2 separate regions of the Cyprinus carpio genome follow, and region 1 is linked to region 2. Evidence: chromatin contacts called from public Hi-C data. All regions are on one chromosome and are shown on one strand. The core of a region is the stretch at or near the end of the contact, and the rest is flanking DNA. Distances in the headings are between cores, read along the strand shown. Region 1 has its middle 16 kb from the start of s1pr2. Region 2 holds the start of LOC109056928 (probable E3 ubiquitin-protein ligase MGRN1).

What was found. A called contact is a pair of places that touch in the nucleus more often than the background predicts.
Region 1: a contact with region 2 is called in a Hi-C map of skeletal muscle, with 2.5 times the contacts expected there. The contact joins the enhancer-like site here to the promoter of LOC109056928 in region 2. A contact is called at or near these places in 5 of 8 Hi-C or Micro-C datasets (liver and skeletal muscle).

What each region holds. Positions count from the first base shown.
Region 1 is chrB3:12,088,748-12,095,792 of ASM1834038v1, reverse strand. No RefSeq gene overlaps it. Among protein-coding and RNA genes, the nearest start is that of s1pr2, 16 kb to the left of the region's middle. Within about 2 kb of position 5,597, at least 2 of the 8 cell types and tissues checked have an H3K27ac peak or open chromatin away from gene starts, as enhancers often do. A contact at or near this core is called in skeletal muscle, where this site is marked.
Region 2 is chrB3:12,036,371-12,043,382 of ASM1834038v1, reverse strand. It overlaps LOC109056928 (probable E3 ubiquitin-protein ligase MGRN1), which reads left to right and starts at 5,491. Exons shown (of 16, transcript XM_042719718.1): 1 at 5,491-6,083; 2 at 6,342-6,460; 3 at 6,617-6,705; 4 at 6,852-7,001. The coding sequence starts at 5,996. It overlaps LOC109065877 (UBA-like domain-containing protein 1), which reads right to left and starts at 3,881. Exons shown (of 3, transcript XM_042719720.1): 1 at 3,613-3,881; 2 at 3,176-3,229; 3 at 1-710. The coding sequence starts at 3,720. The coding sequence ends at 414.

The sequences.
Region 1 (7,045 bases), core at 4,348-6,847, 52 kb before region 2:
ACAATCTCTTTGGCTCTTCAAGGCTTAGCTCGGTGAGGAAAATGAATCCATCAGGAAATGGTTGGTATGTAACCCAAAAACAGTGGGCAAGAGGCTGTAATGCACTCAGTAGGCCTCGATAAACTTTCACGCATCTGGGAGCCAATTGATTTAACGGCCAAAAAGAAATATGGCCTCCTTCTTTCTCCAGTGTGTGCTCACCCTTTGAGCCTCCCCACGCTCCTCCAAAAAGACTCTGGATTCCAGGAAAGCTGAAGTGGACTCTATAAATCAGCCTCCCCCTGTGACAGAGGAGGTTGGGGTGAGACCGAGAGCCCTCCACCCCTGTTTCAAGAGGGAAATGGGACGTCTTTTACACGCTCCCCGCCTGAATTGCCTCCTCAAGCTCTAGCGTGTCTAGTATCTTCAGTGTTACGGTCTGTAAAGCTTTTTATAGCCCTAGCCAAACTGCCACGCAGGTGTCAATGTCAAATCACTTCAAAAAAAAGACCATTCTTTTAGCCATTAGTGTCGGTCCATGGCCATGGTGCTGTTACTACTTTACTGCCTGTAATCAGCAGAGCTCCTGCTCCCTTTACCAGCTCTGGTATGCCTCACCGATGGGACAAAAAGGTGATGACAGCAGCTCCAGACGCAAGGGATGAAGGAGAACTAGATGTGTCTGGAAGTCCAGGAAGGCTGAGGTTGATTTTAATGACAGGTGACTGCATGATTAAATAAGGTGTGCATGTTTCCACAGGGATAATAGAAGAACCTTCAACTGACACACTGCGGAAGCCAAGCCCATGTGAAGCGTAACTTGTCCTCACATGCAGATTAAACTTCGAGAAGGCGATTAGTAATGGGCAAGGTTCAACAGTGAATGACACATCCATCAAAGCATGTGCACTCAATAACACAAAGCTGAAATTACATACATAACCAAAATAAAAATCAGTGAACATCCGTACAGTTCTGAGGTCTTCTCGCAGTTCTTTTCTTACCAGGACGGGGGAAGGGTGGGGAGGTGGTGGTAGAGAAAGAGCATGAGACTTTGCAGCTGATTTTCTCTGTTACGTGGCCCAGTGGGGCGGAGCTGCTCTGGCCTGCCCCCTCTCTCCTATGGGATGTACTGCCTGTGCAAACAAACCGACCCCCGGGCCTCTGGTCTAATGGGAACCAGACTTTCCCCAGCACAAAGGCCCAGCAAACTCCCCTTGTTTTGCACACACAGGCATCATGAGCTCCAGCTGAGGGACGCAGTCCAATTATCCCAAACAGACCTGAAACTATTCCCTCTCTCATTTCCTTCATAGCAGAGCGCCATGGTGTTCCATCTTTTAAGGCCACTCGCCCTTGTGACCCCTCAACAAACAAACGCATGTACAGTCAAAGGCATCTATCTATCTATCTATCTATCTATCTATCTATCTATCTATCTATCTATCTATCTATCTATCTATCTTCACTAAAAACAAGGGTTCAAGGGAGAAAACAAACTAAGGGTTCAGAAATCTTTTCTATATAATGCAAATAATTATTTGTTTTTTATTACCTACACTACTGTTCAAAAGTTTGAGGTCAATGTAATTTTTTATTTTTTTTAAGAAAAAAATATGTTTGTTCAGGATGGTCACATCAATTTGATTAGAAGTAACATAATATATATATATACAGCATCATATATATATATACAGTACAGACCAAAAGTTTGGAAACATTACTATTTTTAATGTTTTTGAAAGAAGTTTCTTCTGCTCATCAAGCCTGCATTTATTTGATCAAAAATACAGAAAAAACAGTAATATTGTGAAATATTATTACAACTTAAAATAATAGTTTTCTATTTGAATATACTTTAAAAAAAATAATTTATTCCTGTGATGCAAAGCTGAATTTTCAGCATCATTACTCCATCCTTCAGTGTCACATGTAACATCCAGTCTATATCACATGATCATTTAGAAATCATTCTAATATTCTGATTTATTATGAGTGTTGGAAACAGTTCTGCTGTCTAATATATTTGATGAATAAAAGGTTAAAAAGAACTGCATTTATTCAAAATAAAAAAAAATTAATAATATATATTCTAATAATATATTTTCTTTACTATCACTTTTTATCAATTTAACACATCCTTGCTGAATAAAAGTATTGATTTTATTAAAAAAAAAAGTAGTGTATATTATTACAAAATATTTATATTTTAAAAACATAGCTTCTTTTTTTTTTTTTTTTTTTTTTTACTTTTTATTCATCAAAGTATCCTAAAAAAGTATCACGTTCTGAAAAAATATTAAGCAGCAGAACTGTTTCAAACTTTGATAATGAATCATCATATTAGAATGATTTCTAAAGGATCATCTGATAATGATCCTAAAAATTCAGCTTTGTATCACAGAAATAAATGATAATTTAAAGTATAATAAATTTAAAAACAATTATTTTAAATTGTAATAATATATCACAATATTACATTTTTTTTTTCTGTATTTTTGATCAAATAAATGCAGGCTTGATGAGCAGAAGAAACTTCTTTCAAAAACATTATAAAATAGTAATGTTTCCAAACTTTTGGTCTGTACTGTATATATGTATATATGTGTATATATATATATATATATATATATATATATATATATATATATATATATATATATATATATATATATATATATTATTAAAAAATGTTTATTTGTTTCAAATACATGCAGTTTCAACACTGATAATCTTAACAGATGATTCTTGAGCAACAAATCAGCATATTACTGATTATGGAAATAAATTCCATTTTTTAAATATATAAATTGTAATAAATGTATAAATCAGAATGATATTTCACAATATTACTGTTTTTTTTTTTATTTATTTAGGTTTTTTTAATCAAATAAATGCAGCATTGATGAGCATAAGAGACTTTCTACAAAAATATAAAAATAAATTACAGACCCCAAACTTTTGTGTGTGTGTGTGTATATATATATATATATATATATATATATATATATATATATATATATATATATATATATATTATATATATATATATATATATATATATATATATAAAATAGGGCTCAATGTACTGTGTTAATATGAAGGAATTGTCTGTATTCATTCTTCTCTGGTGTTTTACTTATATTTTGAAATACACAGCGTATTATGTTGTTCTTTTTTCTAACGGGGAATACTGCCAAAAGTTTTAGCATAAGAAATGTAATGTTTTTTTTCTTTAGTCATATCTTGTCTCACATATGAGTCAAGACCACCACTGAAGCCCCCTCAAAAAATGCCTCTACATAGAGTCGTCAATCTCAGTCAGCCTTTCGAAACTTATCAAACCTCCCATCTCCAGTCACACAAACACCATGTTCTTTCCTCCTTCTCTCCTTTCTTCTCTAATGATTCATCTCTCTCTAGTTCCTGTTTTCTTACTTTCTCCTTTTTATTCAGCCATCTTTTTTTCCATCTCACTTTTACTTCCCCCACCCCCCCCCCCCCCCACGTCTCTTTGGTCTCCTTCATCTTCCTCTCCCCTGTTTTTCCATCCACCACCCCCATGTTACAAAAATTCAGTTTCAGTTTTTATCACACTGGTAATATAGTCCAAAATGTGCACTATTGTGTTTGTCCTTGGCCCAGTGCTGCTCTTACTTTCCTAGTAAGATCATGGATTTGTGGAGGAGGCCTTGTGAGAGGGACTAAGAGACAGCAGCTGCAGAGTAATGAGTTGAGCGGCAATCTAATGTCTAATACATTTCACTAATTCCCAGCTCCAGTCTCCCCGGGCACAGGGCAGCACAGTCCATCATGATTTTAGATTGTTCACTGTTGGATGATACGAGCTGAATGATCTCATTGTGTGGTTTATGGGTTATCTCAGAATGTACAGCCAGTTTTTGCACTGCTTTTTATTTGAAAGGCCCATTTCGCAACTGACTGAATCACAGCACAGATGAAACTAAGTTGGAAAGTCCTCCACAACACAATAAGCCCCCACATGATGCGCTGTTATGCAGACAGAGGGTTTGTCCCTGTGTCTCATTAACAGAAAGTCTTTTATACTTTTTTTTTTTTTACACCAAAAATCGTTCTGCCGATCAAACATGCCACTCATACTGAATGCTTTCACTGGTTTTTGGTCTACAGCCTACTTTTTGTACTCACACTGTGTGTGGTACAGTTGTGGTGTGGTATGCCATATACGTATGTTCATTTCAAACGGTGTATGTTTTCTAAGAATAAGTGTTGAATAACATCTAAAACATATTGAGGTTTTGAGGTATAATGTAATGTTTTAATGTCAATAAACTGTGAGATTATGTCTTTTCATTGATTCCTCTGTATCTGAGCTCAGACCAGTCCTGGCAAGCTCAGATAGAAATATTTTTTCTTCTGTTGCTTTCTCTCTCTTAATTGGTGTGTTTTCTGGCAGGGCTTTTTTTTTAAGCATGTAGGAGTGGTCTAGACCAGACTTACGCTTCTGGGGAAGTGTGAATTCAAATATTTGCATGTACGGTTTCTTGCAGCGTCAGCGGGAAGTCTGATAGAAACCTGCCTGCATGTAATCGTCACTACCTGGCTGTGGTGAATTATCAAATAAAGGGCAGGTGTCTGCAAAAGAACCCGTGGCTTAGTGCGTTCATCTGAGCTGTGTCTCTAAGAAGGTAAAGTGTAACCTGAGGCTTTGGATACCAGTTGCCTTATTTATCTGTCTTGAAAGTATTATCATAATCTCCTTAAAGCATCTGGAAACTTGTTTGAAATCAATAAACTTCTTTGTCTCTTTCCTGTTTGTGTTGCCTTTATGCAGCATATTCATGTCACTGGCTTTTTAATTTTTTTTATACAAACAAATTAAGTACATATAAAATAGTGTTTAATCACTGTAATGTAATCTTCAAATTAAAGAGAACTTTAAAATTGCAAAAAATTCAGTTTGGATGCTTCAAGGCGAAATACAGTTCAAGGGAGTGTTTAATAAAAGTTTAAGTTGGGGGTGTTTTTAATCTCGTCCAAATTGAGTTCCAATGAACCTGCCAAAAAAAGCTTGCATACATGCAGTGCATAAAAATGTGCTTTGGTAAATAGTTTACATGATGCTCTAGACATTCTGTTTCTCTCATTAGGGTATTATGAGACCAGACACGCTCCATCAGTGCTGCGTGAATACACACATGATTTGTTCTGAAACGCGTCCGTCGAGAATAAGACTTCATTACAACATGTCTTCTGGCCTTCCTTTGTCATTCTCCTCTTACACAGGCCTCTCTAGCTCCCACCACGTCTGCTGCCACGTTTCCAGATGCTACAGAGCCCAGTGTTGAAATTATTTTCTTTATGAGGTGAAGAGAAAGGAATTAGCATCCAACACTGACGATGTGGCAAAAGTGAGAAAATACAAAGTTGGAGCTTTCTAACACCCCCAAATCCATCTCCCAACGCTCTACTGGCCCCCACCACCACCAGATGAAATATTCAGGGAAGTGTGGGATTACTTTCACAAGGAGAACTTGAACCTCTTGACTTCCTGCTTGGTGATGAGGTCACTATTCTCTGAGGGAATGTCTGTGAAATGCCTCCCGCTCAATAACAGCCCAGCCAAGGCCAGAGAAGAGCGGGGGCTGGTATAGTCAGAGAGTCTTGGGAAGGAGATGGAGGGGATGAATGAGGGGGGCGGTGGAGGAGTGACGGAACTGGGCTTGGCAGGGGGGTTTGGAGGTGACTGTGAGGACGGTATCGTCCAGGCTCTGGGCGTTCAGCCCAAACTCAGTGTGATTTCACATTATGGGGTGGAAATTTTCAGTAACACTGAGTGTGAGATCAAGTTGTGATTGTCCGTCGTTGCAGATGGGACCTCGAGCAACATCTTACAGGAGGGAGGGTCCATATTGCTGATGGATATATTGAAATAATGAATGGCGCTGTAGTATCTTCCCATCCACCCCTCAGGCTCAACGTTCATGATGCAGATGGTGCGGGACAAAAACTGAGAGAATACTAAGCCTTTTAACAAATCCAAACCAGATGAAGGCCAAATCGCTCGCATGAATGTACTGTCTGTGCAACGTTCAATGAAATAAGCCCAGTTACAGACTCTGTATGGGGCGTCCTGTCGCAGCTGGGCTGATGTCGCTGAGGATCGAGGCCGAGCACCTGGCACGCCACTCCAGTGGGTGGCTCCTTTTAGATGGAGGCGACTCAAGCATACAAAGCCATCTTGTTCGATCTCATGGTCCAGATGGAAGAGCTCTGTTGCCAAGGATGCCGCTTTCTACTTCCTGCTCCAAAATGAAAATATCAGTCCTACGAACAAAGAGTCAGATAACAGACGCTTACGTATCTCTTCATCTGTTTCGTACGCTAGCTGCCTCTCACGCACACACGTTTGACCTCACACTATTTCAGATCCATGCTGCAGTGGAATAATGACGGGAGAAACTCGCACCCTCCCCATGAGAAAGGCCTTCTCTCTCAGCCCTGCATGGGCAATAATAGACTAATGCTTTCCAGATGCGCTCTTCAATGGCCGTACCCAGCATTGGAAGTACCCCTCTCGCGGGAGTCCTAACGATGCCCTGGGGGCCTTTGAGAGGGAAAGGTTCGAGTCTGTAGTCTCTGTCCCTTTTTATATACTCGTCTCCCACCGCAATCACAAGCTGCTGATCCCCGATCGGCACGGCTGAAGGTCAAAGGGACAGAGAGACAAATTCTTTTCTCAGCCTGGTTCAGTTTGTATTCAGATTCCCATGCCATTTACACCACAAAGTGAACGAAAAGAGGTGTAGATGTGATTTTAAAAGGATGGCCATCTTTATTAATGGCTTTTCAGTGGGCCAGATCTTTAATCGTCAGATAAACTCATGGGAATGTGACCTGACCACGTGACCTGTTTGTTTTATTAAGGCTGTGGGGAAGGTTGATGAGAGGCAAGACATGGGTATCTGAGCTGTGCAAAGCATCCACTCAAATTTCAGTGCTCAAATGGTGTCCATTTGCCTCAAATTCCTCCAATTCCAAAGTCGATTGCTCTTGTAAAAGGCCCCGAGCTGATCTTTAGGTG
Region 2 (7,012 bases), core at 4,242-6,741:
GATATTTTGAAGATGTATTTTGTCCATAAAATGAAAGTGAATAGGTTCAAAATGACATGACGGTGAGTAACTATTAGTTCCACTGCAGCGGTTTAGTACACAGTGCAAAATAGAGTATTCACCATTAGTTGAGAACTGACAATATTCAGTAACACATTCATTTGTCTGAGGTTTTCTGTGAATATGCTATTCATTCTGTCCATCTTTTTTGGTTAGTCGCCAAAAGAAAAGCAATTTAAAAAGAGTCCCAGATCTCCTGTGACCCCAGAGAAGAGGCCACACTCTGTTCCAGCACCGTTCACTGCAACCCAGCGCTCTCGCCGCACTGTTTTACCTCCACAACTGCCGAAGTCTTCAAGAGGAAGGTCCATCCTCCTCTTCCTGTAAGGTGTGATGGCTAGTTAAAGCAGTCTCTATCTCTCGGCCTCCATGATGATACTAGCATGCTCAGCAGAGGCTTGCTGAGTCACTGCTGCCGGCCAGCCTGGTGAGGGTGCTTGGGGCATGAGCTGACCCGGAGTCCATCGCCCCTGGTGACCAGGGGTTGCCGGAGGGCTCATGGCCCAGTTGGTGTGAGGAACTGGTGACGTGGCCATAGAAGCGATGGGACTGCTGTTGCCGAAGCTCTCGGAGGCTTTAAGACGAGAGAACATGGCTAGGGCATCTGGGAAGTTGGGGGGTGTCGCTGGTGTGTTGGCTGGAGTGCACATCTGGAAACAAAGAGAGAAGCAATTTAAATCTGGCACGGGTTTAACCCACAACCCTCAGTTTCACAAAGCAGTTTTTTTACAACCATGTACACTGAATGGAGAATTTGCAGAATTCCAGCAACAGAGTCACTTTCTGAAACAAGGAATTTAGGAAGTTCTTGAAATGTGTTAGACACTGAGGTTGTAGACCTTTGGACAAACAGGACATGATACAATGACTGGCCACCTTTCCTGAATAAACACCAGACCTGATGCAGTAACACAAATGTTACTATAGCAACATTTAGTCGTTCAGAGGCCAGCTTTAGGAAGATAATCAGTGAAAAACTTTTGTGACATATTGTGCTTCTGTTGTTCAAAACAAATTAGAATTTAATGAATCTAAGACCTGTATTTTATATACGATTGGTCAGTCGCAACACTGTATTCAAATATTGTTTCATAATGAATGCTAAACTGTATACATTATTACTTTTATTCAGCAAGGCTGTGTTAAACTGATCCAAAGTGACAGTAAAAACATTTATAATGTTACAAAAGATTTCTGTTTGAAAATGCCTCAAAATTATTAAGCAGCACAACTGTTTTATCAATGATAATAGTACAAATGTTTCTTGATCACAAATTCATCATATTAGAATGATTTCTGAAGGATTATAAGACACGGAAGACTGATGCAGAAAATTCAGCTTTGCATCACGGGAATATATAAAACTTTAAAATATACTGACAGCCATTTTGAATTGTAATAAAATGTTTAATATTACCGATTTTACTCTATTGTGTTTAAATAATGCCTGGGTGAACATAAGAGACTTTCAAATATATTTAAAAGAATAATAAAATCTTACGTTTTGATCAGTTCTATAACTGATTCTCTCGGGCAACTGATTTCCTGAATACCTGGACTAGTTTTGTCATATCATGCCACAATAAAATAAAAATGATAAAATCATTTCATTAATTTCTCAAGTCAAGAACATCTGTTTTGTAAATAGTTATGTAAAAAGTTGATTGTTAAATCCATTTTAAGCAGTTATTACACTCAGCAGCTCTGAGGGCTTTTATAAATACTCATTAGGGATTGGTTTAGTTTCTGTAGATGGCAAAATTATAAAATTAAAATTATATTATATTAAAATTAAAATTTTAAAACTATACCAATACACAGGCAAAGATCTGATTTGTCCATTGACAGTAATTTAAAAGTAGCCATGTCTGATAAAATATTTTGTAAATCACAAGTATATCATTATATTCTTTCAGCGGATCAAAGTTCTATCAAGTTCTATCAACTGCAGCGAACACCCCTCACACACCCTGGGACATCCTTACTGTTTAACTATGAGAATAATAATGAGACTTAGTTTGAAACTGAAAGCTGCATGAGCATAAAGGCTTTTCTCGAGAAGAGCTCAAACAATACTCTGTCATTCGAAAGTGTAACTCGTCTCTGCTTTCCTGTCAAAGTCACACACACATCATTCTTGCAGTATAAATCACCCGTCTTCTCACGCTCTCAGGGGCCCAAACATTTAAGCAAATATATACACGCCCATGTTCACCAAAAATTACATCATACATTACCTTTCTCCTAATTTTTACTATAATCAGAATCTGATTTGATTGTTGTTGTTTTTTTATTTGGCATATTCTTTGCTTAGATGTACTGTAAGACACTGACAATATATGAATGAAATGCATTAATTACACATGTTAGTAATTATAAACGCAGTCAATCGCGTGGCGCTCGTGACTTCACCACAGCAGCGCCCTGAAGAATAAAATAGCCTTTTCTAAAATACTGATATGAGTCCACAAGTCTCGTGTGGGTGTACTGTACCTCATTTAAATATTGCATCATCTAAGCGATGCTCATTTCATGAGGTAAACTTTCTTACTTTGCAAAAAACTAGTATGTGCATTTGTAAGTGAGAAGCAAATGAGGTGCTTTCCGAGGGGTTAACTAAATTTGATTCGCTTTGCATGTGACCGGTAGTATTACTACTTCTGAGTAACTCCAAACAACTTCCTTTCATTTCAAATATCTGCTAAAAAAAATTAACATGTGGGTATTAAAGCCAGTGAGGTTTTGAACATGCTACACCGCGTTCCTATCGTACCGATCTTATTGTTTTAGTGCCAAGTCGAGCGCGTTCTCTCTTTTTCCTGGAATCGCCCTCCCCCACGACTTTGGACACGTTTGCAAAAACGCAAGTCCCATGAGTCCAGATTATTGTATCATATTAAATATCAACGTATTGAATCAACTACCCACGGGAGACTATAGGTGCTTAAACTACAAAGTTGCGCATTTTAAATGACATAAATGTAGCCTTCGCTAGAAACATGTCAGCCTGTGTTTATTTTTGTCTGACTCGTGGTTTCAACATGGCGGAAGTCATAATAACAGATATGAAAAACCCAATAAACTACGGAATAAAAAAAAAAAAAATCATACTCACCATTTGATGGCTGTAAGGAATATTAGCCTCTTGGAAAAATGTACTGAGAGCAGTCTGCAACACCATAATAAAAGAGTTATTAGTACGTTAATTCAGAAATACTAGAGGAAGTATGCAAATGTTTATTGGAGGGCTTTCAATATAACATTAAAAATAACTTTATAGACCGATATAGAAGCCTATCAGCTTATAGAAGCCGATTTTTTTTTTAACCCCGTTTAAAATGATTTATTATGTGCTTCATTGTCTTGTTTATAAGACTGTATCAGTATAGATTGATTGCTGTCTGGTGTTTGTCTCGCATGATCATAAATTATGTCTATATATATGTATATAAATAAACTAAAAGTGTATAATAGTGATTTGTGCTATTTTTTTTGCTGTGCCACAAGACGTTCAGTTTGATGTTCCCTTAACAAACAAACATACAAACATACCTCAAACTGCCAGTGTGAAGCTTGTAGAAGCCGCTTTGCTTGATCCGCTGCACATCCGGCTGTAAGAACAAACTGATTTATCATTACTTGATGCCTTAGCTCGTCCATATTTAGTTCAGAGACCTGTGGGATTTCGTCAGTTTCAAAGCTTCAGCTTGCAGTTTTTCAAAAACGCCGCACTCAAACATCAACTTGTCGACTGGAAACAAAAACAAAAAAAATGTTGTGAGTTCAGTTGAGCCGTCCCACTTAGCCCCGACTGATGGACATCTGCGTCAGAGAGGAACTCTGGGATTTGTAGTCAAGACATGAGAGCCTGTTTAGAGTTGACAAAGAATATCTCTTTGGGTTTGAGACTTTAGTCTTTGCAACTTTACATGTCTTCTTTATGCACCAAGAGCTTGTAACACTCCAAAGAGAAAGGAGAACTTGAAATTGCATGATAAGACCCCTTTGACATATGGTTTCCACGCATATGAAATTTATGTTCAATTCTTACAAGCTGACTTTACATCAAGGTCTCACCACTACTGGGATTTATCATTAGTTTTCATCTTTTCTGCATTCTTCACCACATCCATTGTCAGGCCTATAATAAGTTAAATTTTGCATTTTGTCCTCAGATCAAATAAAGAGTTTTTGGCATGCTCATGTGTAATATTGTTAAGTTGTTTGGTAATACCTTTCTTAATGGCCATGTTACTTGCCTTAAATGACATAAATGTGTCTATATATTCAAAAATAGCATTAGAAACGTGGGTATAAATAGGCTAAGTAAACAATTACACTTGGAAGAGTTATATTTGAAGAAAGCACATAGATTGTGCTCAGAATGAGCCTTCAAATGCTAAATAATCTCTAACTTGAAATAGTACATCCATGTCCAAAGATCACAAACATAAAATAACACTGAAAAAGTTAAAGTTGTAATTACTGTATATTCACGATTTGTGAAAATGAAATGATTTTTGGTGAATAGTAGGCCTATATTACAATCAGTTAGGGTCAGACATAATAATAATAATAATTTTATTTATTTTTAAACTCTTGATGTGTGGTGGGTTGGGGGAGGAGGTAATAGCTGTTAGATACATTTTCTTGTTTATTGCAACATATATGCTATTTTTAAAATAAAAAAACCCTGAATTACAAATAATAATAATAATAATAATAATAAATAATAGTAAAACCATCATCATACAAAAATGTGTTGTCCCCCGTTTTTTTATTCATAGATACCGGTAATAACAAATGTGATTTCAATTATATTTTGACCACTGAACAAGGAAATGTCCCTTCATTTCATAAATATTGCCATTTTAATATAAACTGTAAGCAATGCATCACTGCTGCCAGGAGCAGTCATTGTGGATTTTTTTAATATTTTAAAAGAAAACAAGTTGATAGAATCGAAAAAGAACATGGGACGCCAGTGTTAGAGGGTCTTTTAAAAAAAAAAAAAAAAAAAAAAAATAGAGATATATATATAATATATATATATATATATATATATATATATATATAGAAAAAGAATATGGAACGCCAGTGTTAGAGTGTCTTTTTTTAATAATAATAATAATAATAATAATAATAATAATAATAATAAAATAGAAAAAGAATAGAGAATGCTGGTGTTAGAGGGTAATTGTTTATAATAATTAAAAAGAAAACAATCAGTTAGAATAAAAAAAGAATAGAGAGTGCATATTTATAGATATTACAGATATTTAGGCTTCCAAAAATATATTACTGTCTAGAGTGAGATGACAAATGAAGCTTGTGTTCTCTCGATCAGATGACAACAGACCTCTCATGGCCAGCTCAGCCAATCGCGGAAGCTTGAGCTCTTTTGATTGGACGAGCATACGCTTCTCGTGACGAGCTCAGCCAATCACGTGGCGATATTCTACAACCCTCTCGGGGTCGCCTCGCAACAGCGATTTCCCTGTGTTGTGTTCTCACGAAGAACGCGGCTGTTATATTTTAGAGGAAACACCAGCGACAGAATTATCTGCAGGTCTTTTATCTCGCCTTTTATGATTCACTTTTGTGTGTTTTGTGCCCGTTCGCATCTTGTTGTAGTAGGTGTCGTGACAGGCGAACAAACTAGCTAGGGTCTGGCTTGCTAGTCAGTTAGCCAGTGTGTCAAGCCTGAACCAGCTGACTGAGCTGAACATCACATAAATACGACTGTACGAGACACATCTGATCCGACTCAGAAGAACAGAAATGCCGATCAAACACGTGTCATGTTAATTTGAACGCTTTGTCGGTTCGGAGCCGTTTCTGTTATTACGCGGCTAAGGTTAGCTGGTTAGCTGACTGTTGTGCACATCTAATAACCGCTAACGTTATTTTGCTCTGAGCGGACTGTGTTGGAGAAATGGGTTCAATTCTCAGTCGAAGAATCGCTGGTGTTGAAGACATCGACATCCAGGCCAATTCTGCATACAGATATCCTCCAAAATCAGGTAAGACTGACTGGTGATGCAAGGCGACGTTTATGTGCTCTTGTCTTGTGAGCACTTATCTCCAATAGATTAATGGGAGCTTATCTGAGCTCATGAAATCAATCTAATAATGATGTAGTTAAAAATCCGTATGGAAAAGGATCACTACGTACAAATCAATGCCAGTGTAAACGATCACAAAGGATGCCTTCACTGAAAGTAACACCCCTGTTTATACATAGGTGTCAGATTATATAATTACTGTTTTCTTTCCCCAAGGAAACTATTTTGCCAGCCATTTTTTCATGGGAGGAGAGAAGTTTGACACTCCTCATCCTGAGGGTTACCTTTTTGGAGAAAACATGGATCTCAACTTTCTCGGTAACCGTCCAGTGCAGGTACATCTGAGTTTTGAGGTGTTTCCACTGTCGTTGTCTCTTTTTGATGAATTCAAAAAGATAAACTTGTGTTGGCTTTAGATAAAAGCATCTGATAAATGTTAATATTAATGGTTTCCTTTATTTCGTATTGTATTTTTGCGTTACCTGCCACAGTTTCCCTATGTTACTCCAGCACCCCATGAGCCAGTCAAGACATTGAGAAGTCTCGTCAATATCAGAAAAGACTCGTTACGATTGGTCAGGTACTGATTCAGGATTGCTATATGAAATATAATCAATCATATCTTGAGAACAAATGATCTCAGTTGGTGCTGTATGTAGTCTCTTTAATTCTGTTATTGATGCATTTACTTTTAAGTAATGTTACATTTTGATTGTCAATTTGTAGGTATAAAGATGATGCTGATAGTCCTACTGATGATGAAGGTGCAAAACCAAGGGCCTTATATGGAGTGGAGTTCACCTTTGACTCTGATGCACGAGTGGCCATCACTATCTACTGTCAGGCTTTTGAGGAATTCTCCAATGGGATGGCAATGTAAGGACAGT